4 separate regions of the Mus musculus genome follow, and all the other regions are linked to region 4. The links are chromatin contacts, called in public HiChIP or PLAC-seq and promoter capture Hi-C maps. All regions are on one chromosome and are shown on one strand. Each heading gives the region's core, a stretch centred on a gene start, on an enhancer-like site or on the middle of the called end of the contact. The rest is flanking DNA. Distances are from core to core; before and after follow the strand shown.

Evidence for each region. Promoter capture Hi-C pulls out the DNA fragments that hold promoters and counts their contacts. HiChIP or PLAC-seq counts read pairs in DNA pulled down with a chosen protein or histone mark.
Region 1: a promoter capture Hi-C map of liver shows a contact between it and region 4, with 5 times the contacts expected there. The contact joins the promoter of Arfip1 here to the promoter of Prss48 in region 4. A contact is called at or near these places in 6 of 39 promoter capture datasets (embryonic stem cells, hippocampal neurons, liver and 2 more) and 2 of 115 datasets of contacts at active chromatin or transcription factors (embryonic stem cells and extraembryonic endoderm stem cells).
Region 2: a promoter capture Hi-C map of embryonic stem cells shows a contact between it and region 4, with 3 times the contacts expected there. The contact joins the enhancer-like site here to the promoter of Prss48 in region 4. A contact is called at or near these places in 4 of 39 promoter capture datasets (embryonic stem cells, hippocampal neurons and liver) and 2 of 115 datasets of contacts at active chromatin or transcription factors (both in embryonic stem cells).
Region 3: a contact with region 4 is called in an H3K27ac HiChIP or PLAC-seq map of embryonic stem cells, with 3 times the contacts expected there. The contact joins the enhancer-like site here to the promoter of Prss48 in region 4. A contact is called at or near these places in 5 of 39 promoter capture datasets (the 3T3-L1 cell line, cranial neural crest, embryonic stem cells and 1 more) and 4 of 115 datasets of contacts at active chromatin or transcription factors (astrocytes and embryonic stem cells).

The regions. Positions count from the first base shown.
Region 1 is chr3:84,581,328-84,584,027 of GRCm38.p6, forward strand. It overlaps Arfip1 (ADP-ribosylation factor interacting protein 1), which reads right to left and starts at 1,298. Exons shown (of 9, transcript NM_001081093.2): 1 at 1,087-1,298. It overlaps Gm35410 (predicted gene, 35410), which reads left to right and starts at 1,088. Exons shown (of 1, transcript NR_164319.1): 1 at 1,088-2,700.
Region 2 is chr3:84,826,526-84,829,225 of GRCm38.p6, forward strand. All of the region lies in intron 1 of Fbxw7 (F-box and WD-40 domain protein 7), which reads left to right. Among named protein-coding and RNA genes, the nearest start is that of Fbxw7, 12 kb to the left of the region's middle. Within about 2 kb of position 1,321, at least 91 of the 459 cell types and tissues checked have an H3K27ac peak or open chromatin away from gene starts, as enhancers often do. A contact at or near this core is called in embryonic stem cells, where this site is marked.
Region 3 is chr3:84,961,872-84,964,697 of GRCm38.p6, forward strand. All of the region lies in intron 6 of Fbxw7 (F-box and WD-40 domain protein 7), which reads left to right. Among named protein-coding and RNA genes, the nearest start is that of Gm30944, 60 kb to the right of the region's middle. Within about 2 kb of position 1,275, at least 13 of the 459 cell types and tissues checked have an H3K27ac peak or open chromatin away from gene starts, as enhancers often do. A contact at or near this core is called in embryonic stem cells, where this site is marked.
Region 4 is chr3:86,000,896-86,003,888 of GRCm38.p6, forward strand. Prss48 (protease, serine 48) reads right to left here and starts at 1,636. Exons shown (of 6, transcript NM_001001650.2): 1 at 1,554-1,636; 2 at 1-35. The coding sequence starts at 1,596. All of the region lies in intron 1 of Sh3d19 (SH3 domain protein D19), which reads left to right.

The DNA of each region.
Region 1 (2,700 bases), core at 48-2,547, 1.4 Mb before region 4:
TGGAGTTAGAAGGAAGCGTTGGTCACGGTGAACAAGAAAAACAAAAACGAAAATTAAAAGCAAATAAAAATAGAACAAATACAAGAAAAGTGTACATTGCTGCAACGCTTGCTCTGAAAGAGCAGCAATGAAATACAAGCCATTCCTGCAGCCTCCAGAGAACTGACCAACCGCCATCAATCTGGTGCACCTTTCTTTAGCAATCAAGTTAATCAAATGGCAAGTGTGAACACACCTTCGCAGTTGTGAAAGCAACACGTTGATGAAAAGCCCTGCGATTTTTTCATTCGTCCTCCGCCCCCCTGATCAGATAAGAACCAAGAAAGGATAGTTCAGGAAAAAATAAAGGAGGGACGCACAGAAATCCTGAAAGGGTGACTTAAAGGATCTGCAGGAAGTGTAAAATATAAACTTTTTGAGATCAGAGGGTTCAAGAGGAAAACAAGAACAAAGCCAAGGAAGCAATAACAGGGGAGAAAGTCTAGAATCTAAGCACTTAACACACACACACACACACACACAGAGAGAGAGAGAGAGAGAGAGAGAGAGAGAGAGAGAGAGAGAGAGAGACGCTTCCTTTCCTAGACACGTAAAGAGTAGTTAACTTGGCAATAAGGAACGCACCAGAAGGCAGGGCCACAATTTCCTCCTCCAAACTCCAGCATTCCTTGGACGCCCTCAGGCTTGGGACATTTCAGGCAGGGCGCCTCCCTCGGCACCGGTGTCAGGCAATCTCTCCAAGAGATTGCTACCTCCCTTCCTCTCACAGCAGGAGAGAGGAAGCAGGACACTCAGGGAAGAGCAGGGGGAAAGGCGGCCCACTCGGACAGAGTCCAGAAAGCCCCAGACCCTGCCAACTCTTCCCACTGCCGAGCGGAGCCGCCCCAGGGGCCAGTGCTGCCCCCCTTCACTCCAGAACACACTCAGACTCAGAGGGACAGGAGGGACCAAGGGGCGGACTTGGCTGCTCCCAGGGATGGAAGTGCCCAGGAGCAAGTTTGATGAGAGTAGCCGCAGGCGACACATCCATCTGTCGGGAAGCACGCCACCCCAACCCCTTCCTTTCCGCCGCGGCTCCGCCCTCACCTGTCTGTCAGCGGGGAAGCCGGCAGCGCTCCGTCGCGGGCTCTCCCGGTCGCAGCCCTCGGGAATCACGTCGGCCAGAGGGAGAAGGGACCGGAAGCGCAACCGGGAGCTTTTCCTTCGTCTCCTCCCCCACGCCTCGGGGGCGGGGAGCAGCTACAGCTGTCACAGGCTCCGGGCAACCAACCGCCGAGGACACTTGCACCCGCGACCTCTCAACCCGGTCTCCGGCGCTTGCACCCTACCCGCGAAGCCGGAAGCGAGCAGACCGGAAGTGCGGGGTCTTAGGCCCCGGACAGCCTCTCTCTAGAAGCCAAGCCCGGGCCCCGCCACGTCTCTATGGTGCGCGCGCGTCTCCCAGGGGGCTGGGTCCTCCCGACTCCGCCCCGGGCCGCGGCCCTGTGAACTACATCCGGGAATCCGCACGGACCGTTGCCGGGGTAACCGGGTTGCAGCGTAGAGGAACAGTCCATAGTTTGCGAAGTGCAGCCCTCCAGCCAGACATCCTCTACCCTTTTCCCACACGCGTACTCCGTGTCTGGAGGGTGGAGGTGGCCGTAGCTCACCACCGCGGAGCCGAAAGTTTGTCAACCACCGGAGAGAAGAACGGGATGCGGAAGGGATGGAGCGAAGATGAGTGTACCGGCGCTGGCAGCACGGAAGCCCGGCCCTCGCTTTCTTAGGTTTCTCGCTAGCTCTCCGCGATCACCGCACTCTTACCAGTCTGTGCACCAAGACCGGCAACCGTGAACGTGCGGTGGTAGCTCTGTTTCTGTGCTTGCTCTCTGACAGTGGGCTCATAGTACTTTTCTTCGCTGCTCCTCTTTTGCCGGCAACCGAACTCTGCCTTCTTGCTCATCCCCTCTTAAGTAGATCGCTGACGCCCCGTCCACAGAAACAGTTCAACTGTCCCTTCTCCCAGAGCTCTTCTTGGTCGTTTCCTACCAGACTTTGGGGGTACCTGCGAGAATCTTCCCTATTCCCAGCGGTGTTAGATAATGAGTTTAAATATCCTTGTACTGTGTCTTCCTCAGTCTGGTTAATAGTAACACTACATACATTTACATAATGCACTACACATATTTCAAACCTAAATAACGGTATTGTCTTAGATTGCTAGCACATCAACTCAAACAAAACATCAACAAAAACAGTGCTGACATGCCCAAACATAAATCTTGTATAAAGGGCTTTTCTGTTCTGAAATTGAGCTATAAAGGGAGTGGTGGGTGGGTACCAATTCTCTCAAACTGTAATTATTCTGCAATGTATTGTGAATTTTCCTACTCAAAACCATCCTCTTGAGTTGAAACCCATTAGTCTTCTCCATTATTAGAAAGGGGCCCCTGTCTAGTGTAACTCTTGCTCTCGTTCTGTAAGAACTGAATAAGACTTGTAGCTAAGTGCAAGTGTCATCATGTACAGGGCTTCTGAAGGGTGACTTGGAAAACATGTCTTGCAATGCCCGGTTGTGTATGAATGGTGTGGACAGCTAGTACATAACAAAACTGGGTGTCTCCTTGAGGATGCCTGGTGGTGTTTCTTTAAATTTGGGGATACTTGGCTTCTTTTATTATCTATTTGTTCTTAAGTTGTATACTTTCTCTAGGAATTGCT
Region 2 (2,700 bases), core at 71-2,570, 1.2 Mb before region 4:
TGTAATGATAATAATAGTACCTACAGCACTTATGGTATTAGGAAGACTGGCATTGCGCATGCGAGCCTTTAGCAGTATCTGGCTCAGTGCCCACTAAGTGCTAGTCACTGTAGTAATACAGAGTGCAGTGTTACGTTATTGTTGTATTTGTGAAGTTGCTCTGTTTTCAAAAACTGATGTCATTTGTGATCTTTGCTTTTGAATATGTTCCTATTTTGAATACTGTCTTTATTCAGCAGAAGATATTTACTGAATACCTACTGTGTCAGGCATTGATCTAAGTGAACAAAGCATAAAAATACCTGATTGCTGAAACTTATCTCTGGTTGGAGGAGGCAGGACACACACAATAAAGCAAAACAGAAATTGGGAGGCAGAGGCAGTTGAATTTCTGAGTTTCAGGCCAGCCTGGTCTACAGAGTGTGTTCCAGGACAGTCAGGGCTATACAGAGAAACCCTGTCTCAAAAAAAAAAACCAAAAAAAACCAAAAAAAAAAAAAAAAAAAAAAGAAAGAAAGAAAGAAAGAAATTGGGCTGGTAGATTTTGTGTATTGGAAACCACCGTTAATGAAACCTGCTAGTCTTTCCCCTGCTTGTGTTGCTTTGCTTTATTTAGGAAGCACCTGCTGGCCTGTCCCCAGCTGTCTGTCTTCCGTGGAAGGTAGCCTCAAGGCTTTCAGCATTGCCTTGGCTTACTGCTTACGGTGGCTAGCTCAGCCTTTGTCTTCCAGTCCTCCACCTCTGTTTGAGTCTTGGCTTTGCTTCTCCCCAGTGTCCCACCTTTGGCCTTTCAACTCTGTCACACTCAAGAGACAGTTCACAGAAAACCTCTTTTTAAATGTATTTCATGTTTAAGCAGCATTTTCCCATTTTGTGTTTCCTCCCTTTTCATTTTCTTTAGCTAGGATAGTTAGCTTGCTTGCCAGTCTCATTTAAGAAATCCTATTTTTAGCCGGGCGGTGGTGGCGCACGACTTTAATCCCAGCACTCGGGAGGCAGAGGCAGGCGGATTTCTGAGTTCGAGGCCAGCCTGGTCTGCAGAGTGAGTTCCAGGACAGCCAGGGCTACACAGAGAAACCCTGTCTCGAAAAACCAAAAGAAAAAAAAAATCCTGTTTTTTTTTTTTTTTTTTTTGTATCGTCAATTCAGTTGTGAATCTTTTAAGGTTACAGACCTTTTCCATTCCGAGCTTTCTTAACTTAGGAAGAAAGGATAATACTTGCTCCAAGGAGTGTTGTGAGTTTTCTGAGAGTTATGTAGCCACTCGGGTTGCTGCAGCTCTGGCCTTAGTGCTCAAGAGCCCTTGTGTCTGTCATCCCGCACCTAGACTAGGAGAGCTTACAGTTTCACTTCCATTTTCTTAATGGGTCACAGTTTTAGGTTTCTTTTTTTTTTTTTTTTAAATGATACAATGTTACTTTTCAAAAATCACATGAAAATATGATGATGTAACAATGATTATAAAGCAGGAATTCAAGGCCCATCATGTGGGTGCTCACACTGATTGTAAGACCTTTGGCAAGTTCCTTTCTCTCTCTTCAGTGTATCCATATGTTAGGGAAACTAATACCTACCTTACGGATGCTTTTAGGAAAAATGAGATCACAACACTATCTGGATGTAGTAACTAATCTCTCACAGTGGAGGTGTTTCTGATGGTCTCAGCTATGTGGAGAGAAGACAGGAGGAGCAGAGGGGACAGTGTGGGAGAAGGAGGAGAGGAATGAATTAACTCACTCACTGCTGGGATCTAATGACTATAGAAACTGCTATAAATGATATATAGGGCACTATTCAAAGCAAAAAATTATCTGGTTTAAAATACCATTAATGCCAGTATCGGGAAGCCTGCTTTGTAATTAAGTCCCCACTCTTTCATTTAGGTCAGTTTTTTTTTTAATATATTTTATCAGTTAGATTCTGTTTAAGAATTGATTGTTGATAAGCATAAACATGGATAGGACTTATTTAATATTCATTCTAAGAAAGACTTAATAGGGAAGTCAATAGATAAAACTTTTTAAAAGGCTTTTTCTGAACCTGGGGAAAGTTTGCCATATTCCTGAAGGTTTTATTAATTTTTTATTTGTTAATCTGCTCATGTAAAAGTCTGTTGAGAACTGAGGGCTTGTGAGAGAGGAGTGCCAGAACTCGTGTGTTGTAAAGCGAGCAACGTGGACACTGAAAGGAAAAGCACACATCCAGGTTACGGAAGTGACCTGATGGGGAACTTGCCTTGTGTGTTCTTTTTCTCTCCTTGTCTTGTTTTATTACTTGACAAGCAAAGGACTTTACTGTCTGTCTTCTCTTGTTATCTTTTTCTCCTTGTTTAAAGTTAAATCTTGCTATTCCCTGTGGAGCCTTTCCTTTCTTTGCTCTTGTCCTTTCTGTGCATTTTCACCTCAGGGGACTGGGCTGGTAGCCTTTCTGGTGCAGATCCTATCTACATGCAGACTTCCTGTATCATCCTCTAATTCCTGGGAGACTATCAGCCTAAAGTCTAAAGCTTTAGGAGTTGGGAGGAGCAGACGTTTCTCTCTTGGTGTCGCCTGTGTGCTAAGAAAGTAGGGACATAAATTTCAGTCTTTGTCATTCACTTGAATTTTATCCTTTGTATGCAAAAGACAGGCTGTACCTTCAGGTGTCTAAAACATATGCATACTTTGTGTGTGTGTGTATGTGTGCGCATATATGTGTGTA
Region 3 (2,826 bases), core at 25-2,524, 1.0 Mb before region 4:
TCACTGGGGAGGACCCAACCTCTTGTGGGTGGTGCCATCTCTGAGGGTCTGTAAGAAAGCAGGCTGAGCAAGCCAGGGGAAGCAAGTCAGTAAGCAGCATTCCTCCATGGCCTCTGTCAGCTCCCACCTTCAGGATTCTGCTCTGTTTAGGTTTCTGTCCTGCCTTCCTTCAATAATGAACAGCAATATGGAGGTATATGCTAAATAAACCCTTCCCTCCCCAACTTGCTCTTTGGTCTTGCTGGTTTGTCACAGCAATAGAAACCTTAGCCAAGACAACCCTGGTTTTGTTGTTGTTGTTGTTGTTTTTGTTTCGTTTTGTTTCGAGGCTGGTGCCAAACTAACTAGAACTGACTCACTTGCCTGGAGGCTTATGATGCGTCAGCGCCAATCTTATAGATAGCCCTAGCTCCCGAACAAAGGAGGGTGGTATGAGCTGACCTATGAGGGGTACACTGGCAATCTTTGTACAAATCTGCGATTGAGGCATTTGAGGGTGACTTCCCTGTTGTGTAACAAGCAAAATGGGAGCTCTTGTCCTCTTCCTGCCCTCCTATTGCTCCTAAGGCAGTGTTACAGCACTTGGTCCAGCCTCCTCTGTCCTAGTAAAGTACTCTCAACTCCATTTGCAAATTGAGTAAGAACAAACGATACACCACTGTAGATAACAGCCTGTTAATGAAAAACAGAAATGTCAACTAAAAACAATGGACTAGAAAAAATACTTCTGTTTTGATATTTATAATGAATAAACTATATTTAAAGATTTACCATGTTCTATGCTAAGTCAAATTACACATGTTTTCTGACTTGTTTTACTTAATTTAAGTCTTGTTAGTAACAGAAGATTAAAAGCTATAAGAGAGGTGACAAAACAAGATCAGTATTTTTGTTTCTTTGAAATTTTGTTACAGCATGGTTAAGGAAGCTTATTAAACCTTGTGTAACGAAGTTGAAGAACTTTGTGTATTTAGTCAGGGAAGACTAGAGGAAAGTTCTGTATTTAATATAGTCTTTACATCAAAATAGAAACAGATTGAGCCTTGGGTTCTTTGGAAAGGAATACCTAGATCACGTTTTCTGAGTTGGATTATGAAGCTGTTTGAACTAAGAAGAATTGCCCACAGGAGAGGGCAAGAACTGTTCAAATAGAGATGGGGAAACTGGGTGTGGTGGCTTAAGCCTGTGATCTCCAGTGCAAGATGGTGTCTCAAAACAGCAGTCAGGTAGACTGACTGCCCTGCTTAGGTTCTAAAGAAGTGAGTTTTCTATCATGGGAGTTCAGGCTCAGTGCTGTCCAAGGTCTTAAAACCTTGTGCCTGATTGGAACAGTAAGCACACTCTATTAGTGTTCCCTCGTGCTAATTCATGAATCACCTGCATTGAGAGAGAGAGAGAGAGAGAGAGAGAGAAATCAGCAGGGCATGTTGATACATGTCTTTAATCCCTGCACTCTAGGGGTTGAGGCAGGCAGATCTCTATGAGTTGGAGGCCAGCCTTGTCTACAAAGTGAGTTCATGACAGCCAGAGAAGCACTTTCTTGGGGGTTGGGGGTGGGGCATCTCCTTCGAGTAAACTGTGGGATCCTGCCAGTTTTGGGGAAATCACTGTGCCAGAAAAAGTCTCTTATTATGGAGGCTTAAGGCTGTAAGTAGAAGAGGGACTTTGCCTGGGAAATAGAATAGGAGAGTAAAGATAGGAAGCTTGAGAGACCATTTGGAGATCTGAATATCATAATCTAGAAGAAGTGCTGGTAGCTTAGCTGGTACAGTAATGACTAAGTCTTAGATATGTTTTGAACTTCTTGAATTTGTCTCTGAGCCTCCTGCATCTGCATTCTGCTTTCAAATGCTTAATTAAAATTGCAGTTTTGTTGAGTTAGCATAGTTGTTCATCTCCCAAAATGGCCTTGGCTATGGTATTGTCTACAGATTTCTTATAATGTAGGATAGGTAAAATAACCAACATACTATTTTTTTAAAAAATTCAAATTCTGTGAGGGACGTGAATCAATAAATTGTAATTTTAAGTTATTTATACTTTATGGTCAGTGATGAATCAAATTTGACCATGTTGTCAGATGGGCAGAATCTGTGGCAATGCCTGAATGCTCTGGGATCAGACAACCAATCCAGTGCTTTGGCTCCTGGGTGGGGCGTTCTTCGTGTTGCATTTCAAAGCTGTGTTGTGTAGAGATTGAGCACAGAGCCCTGAGGACAAGTGAATGCTTTCTACATTGTATGTGCAAGAGAAAGGAGAGCACATGACTTACTGGAGCCCCCCCCCCTCCTTACACTGGCAAAGTAGAGTAGGTCACGGACATAGTTCAGTGCTAACCCGAGTTCCATAGTTGTTCACATCACTGCAGAGTCTAAGGGAATACATACCTCTTGAATTACTCTGAGTGCCGCTTCCTGCAAGCCTTTGTGTTTCTTACATCTTATGGGATCCGAGTGCAAGTTTTAGAGGAAGAGCCATACCTTGCCTGTTACTCTTTACCCATCCATGTCCAAAATGGTGCATTAGCCCCTAGAGGTGTCTTCATCAGAGGCCTGTGTTGATATGTTTTCACGTAACAATTGTGAAGTTACTTAAATGTTTTACATGGTTATTATAAAATTCCAACATCTTAAATTATTCATATGGCCTTAAATTTGTTCCTTTAAACAGCCATGGCTTTTGTGAGCAGTCATGCTCACTGAGGGAAAATATTAAAAACAAACAAATGGGAAGAATTTTTTAAAGGAACCCATACTTTTGAAGTATATGTGTTTTCATTTTTCATAAGTACAGCATTTTTATTCATTTTGGGCTTTGATTATATTC
Region 4 (2,993 bases), core at 386-2,885:
GTTTTTCTTTTTGGTAAAAGAGCCCTGGAAAGCTCCTACAGAAAACACACCATGTCATTCATTAATACATAATAAAACATCTTACATTAAACTCACTGAACAGAAAGCTTTCCAGAGTGGTGGTAAGGCTAAAATTTACAATTATCTGCCAGCAAGCAGGTCTCTTCATAATTATATACCTTCCTGCCTATGGCAACTGACGTTTACCTTTTACTTGGTGGTTCAAGGTCATCGTCAGGGCATCCCGCGTGTTCACTTGTGATACAGTGGTGCTGGGAGATGCGTTTGAGATGTATAGACTCTTTATTTTTATGTTGTTTTCTTTAACTGAGTTGTCATTTTACAAAACGTGTGTATCTCTTGTGCTACCTCTTACCTCTTTGCTACTGATAGCGTGCCCTTGTTTTAATCAACTGTGGGCCAGAGAATTAACCGAACAAGTTACTTATTATGCCAGAAGTGCCTCTAGTTTCCTCTGCCTGAAGTGCAATTTTCCCAGGCCTGGGTCTTATCTAACTTGCTCATTTCCATGAAGTCTTCCTCTCTTGAGGGTGTGAAGATAGCCCTGAGCACAGGTATATTTTTTCACTTGGGCATATCCTTATCAAGTAGACTCAGACCTGTGGGAAAATGGCAGCACCCCTCACTTCTCGGGGTAAGGCTCAGAGGGATGGCAAACCTTCTCTGGTTCATATGTGGATGTTGATAGTTTGGGCAGAAAATGCCCACTGTAGCTTTCTCCCACCATGTTTATGGCCTGAAGGATGCTCCCCAACAAAGACAAGTAGATTAGCTAAACCTGCCTCCTCAATCCAGCATTACACCATACAGCCTGCCTCTTTGTTTACGGGTATGTAATAAGCCCACCTTTTTATTCAACTGTATATAATAAACATGCCAAGCTGCTGCAGCTCCGGTCACCCAACCCCAGCTTTTCTGTGTGTCTGTGTATGTGTGTTTGTCCTTTCCTCATTCCCTCAAGTCCCCAGCCAGGTGGGTCCCTGGAATGGCACCTGGGAGACCCCTTGTGCTACTGGGGCTGGAACGCATTGGCCATGAGTTCCACCAGCTGAGCCACTACCCAGTTTCTTTCAAGTATCTGCTTAAATTGTTCCTCTGGGAGAGGCCACTTTATACTAACCAGTTACCTTTTTTTGTTCTTTTGTGTTATGTAAGTTAGGTCAGCCTAGAATTCGCAAATGTAGCCCAGTCTGGCCTCAAACATAGGATCTTCTGGGTACAGCTCTTCTGAATGTCGGGATTACAGGCCTCTATTGTCCCTGAACCTTAGGTGCTCTTTTCCTCTCATGACATTACTACCCATTGTTATGCTTGGTAATTTACATTTTCAATACGTGCACTGATTAGAAGTCCCATGAAAGCAAGGACCTTAGTTTTGTTTACTGCTTTTATCGAACCACGGACAGTAACCTCGCGGGAGTTTCTTGGACAATGCCACTCACAAGTAATGCCCACACGTTATCATCTGATTCCTTCCTGAGGCCCAAAAACCTCTGCTTTTCTCCCCTCTTGGCTCTGGCCCTGGGGCTCACCCAGAAAAAGCAGCAGCAGAACCTTAAGGCCAGCAGGGCCCATGCTTCTGTCCTCATTGCAGTACTTCCGGCTTCCGGGACTCAGGCTCCTGTCGGAAGGCCGCTGAGAAGTAGCCGCGGAAGGGGCAGGACCAGCTGCTCCCGCTAGGTGGCGCTCTCAGCGTTTTCCCCTTCGCCTGGGCCGGACTGCAAGGGATTTAAGCCGAGCGGCTGCGGGACTGTGCAGCGCCCCCTACTGTCTTGGGGGAGCCACTGTGGAGTTTTGTTGTTTCTTTTTGTTTTGTTTTTGCCGAAGGTGGGGGTAGAGGGTATTGGGAAGGATTAAGATCTTGTCTGTCCATAGCACAAAGTGGAAGTGGGCAGGATTCGAGCATTAGTCAAAATACACACACACACACACACACACACACACACACATAAAAGAGGAAATTAACCCACTCTCTGAGTTAAATCCGTTTGTTTTTACAAATCAGGTTTTCTGGAAACTAAAGTCTTCGGCAATGCTCTGTGTATGGGACATTTATTGTAGTGTGGTCTCGGTGTTCACACCTGGGTTTGTGTGGAAAGCCAATAAGGGAGTTAACCTAGGACAGCCCTTGAAGACGAGAACTGGGAGGACGTGGGTTTGTGGTAGCTTGAGAGCTTATAAGCAGGATTGTTGAGTGTCTCCACGCAGATTCCTGGCATTCTTACATTAAAATGGCTCAACTACAGTCCATACCACCTGCCCAAGAGCTTCCTTTTATTCAACTTAAATTCCTAAGAGGCTTTATTGGTGCAGATGATCTGTTCTTACCAGGATGTAGGTTCTCCTGGCAGTGAAGTACCAACCCTCATATAAAAGGAGCTGGGAGGGGATATGGAAATGTGTCAGAGTAGGCCAGCAGGTTTTTTAGTGATATTGCCCTCAGCCTGACTCCTCCCGTGCATGTGGACGGGACAGATTTTTTTTCTGTCCCCTGTCTTTGAGCTGAAAACATTCACTCAGGGTTTGTACCAATTGCTATGATTTTTATCATCTTATAATTTGTGACTTCCTGCTTTTCATCTTAATTTTTTTTTTTTTGAAGAAAAAAAAAACCACTTGTTTTAATCACAATCACCTTTGTGGTTATTTCAAATAATTTCTGGTTTTCACAGACAGTTTTAACCGTGAATGTGGCTTTTTAAAAGGTCAGGGAGCTGGGGATAGCTGCATAGCCGAGTGTTTACTTCACATATGAAGGGCCCCGGGTTCTACCCCAAGCACTGTAAAAAGAAAAGAAACGTCAGATCTTCCTTTGACATTTGCCCCTGACTGGAGAACAGGTTGCTTCTGCCTTGGTTTGCGTCGATCCTTGGGCTCTGGCCAGGTCTTTGATTTGTCAGGAGTAAAGGTTTGAGCAGACACTCTTGGTCCCATGATTATCCCAGGGTCTGGGCTTCTGCCATCACAGTACA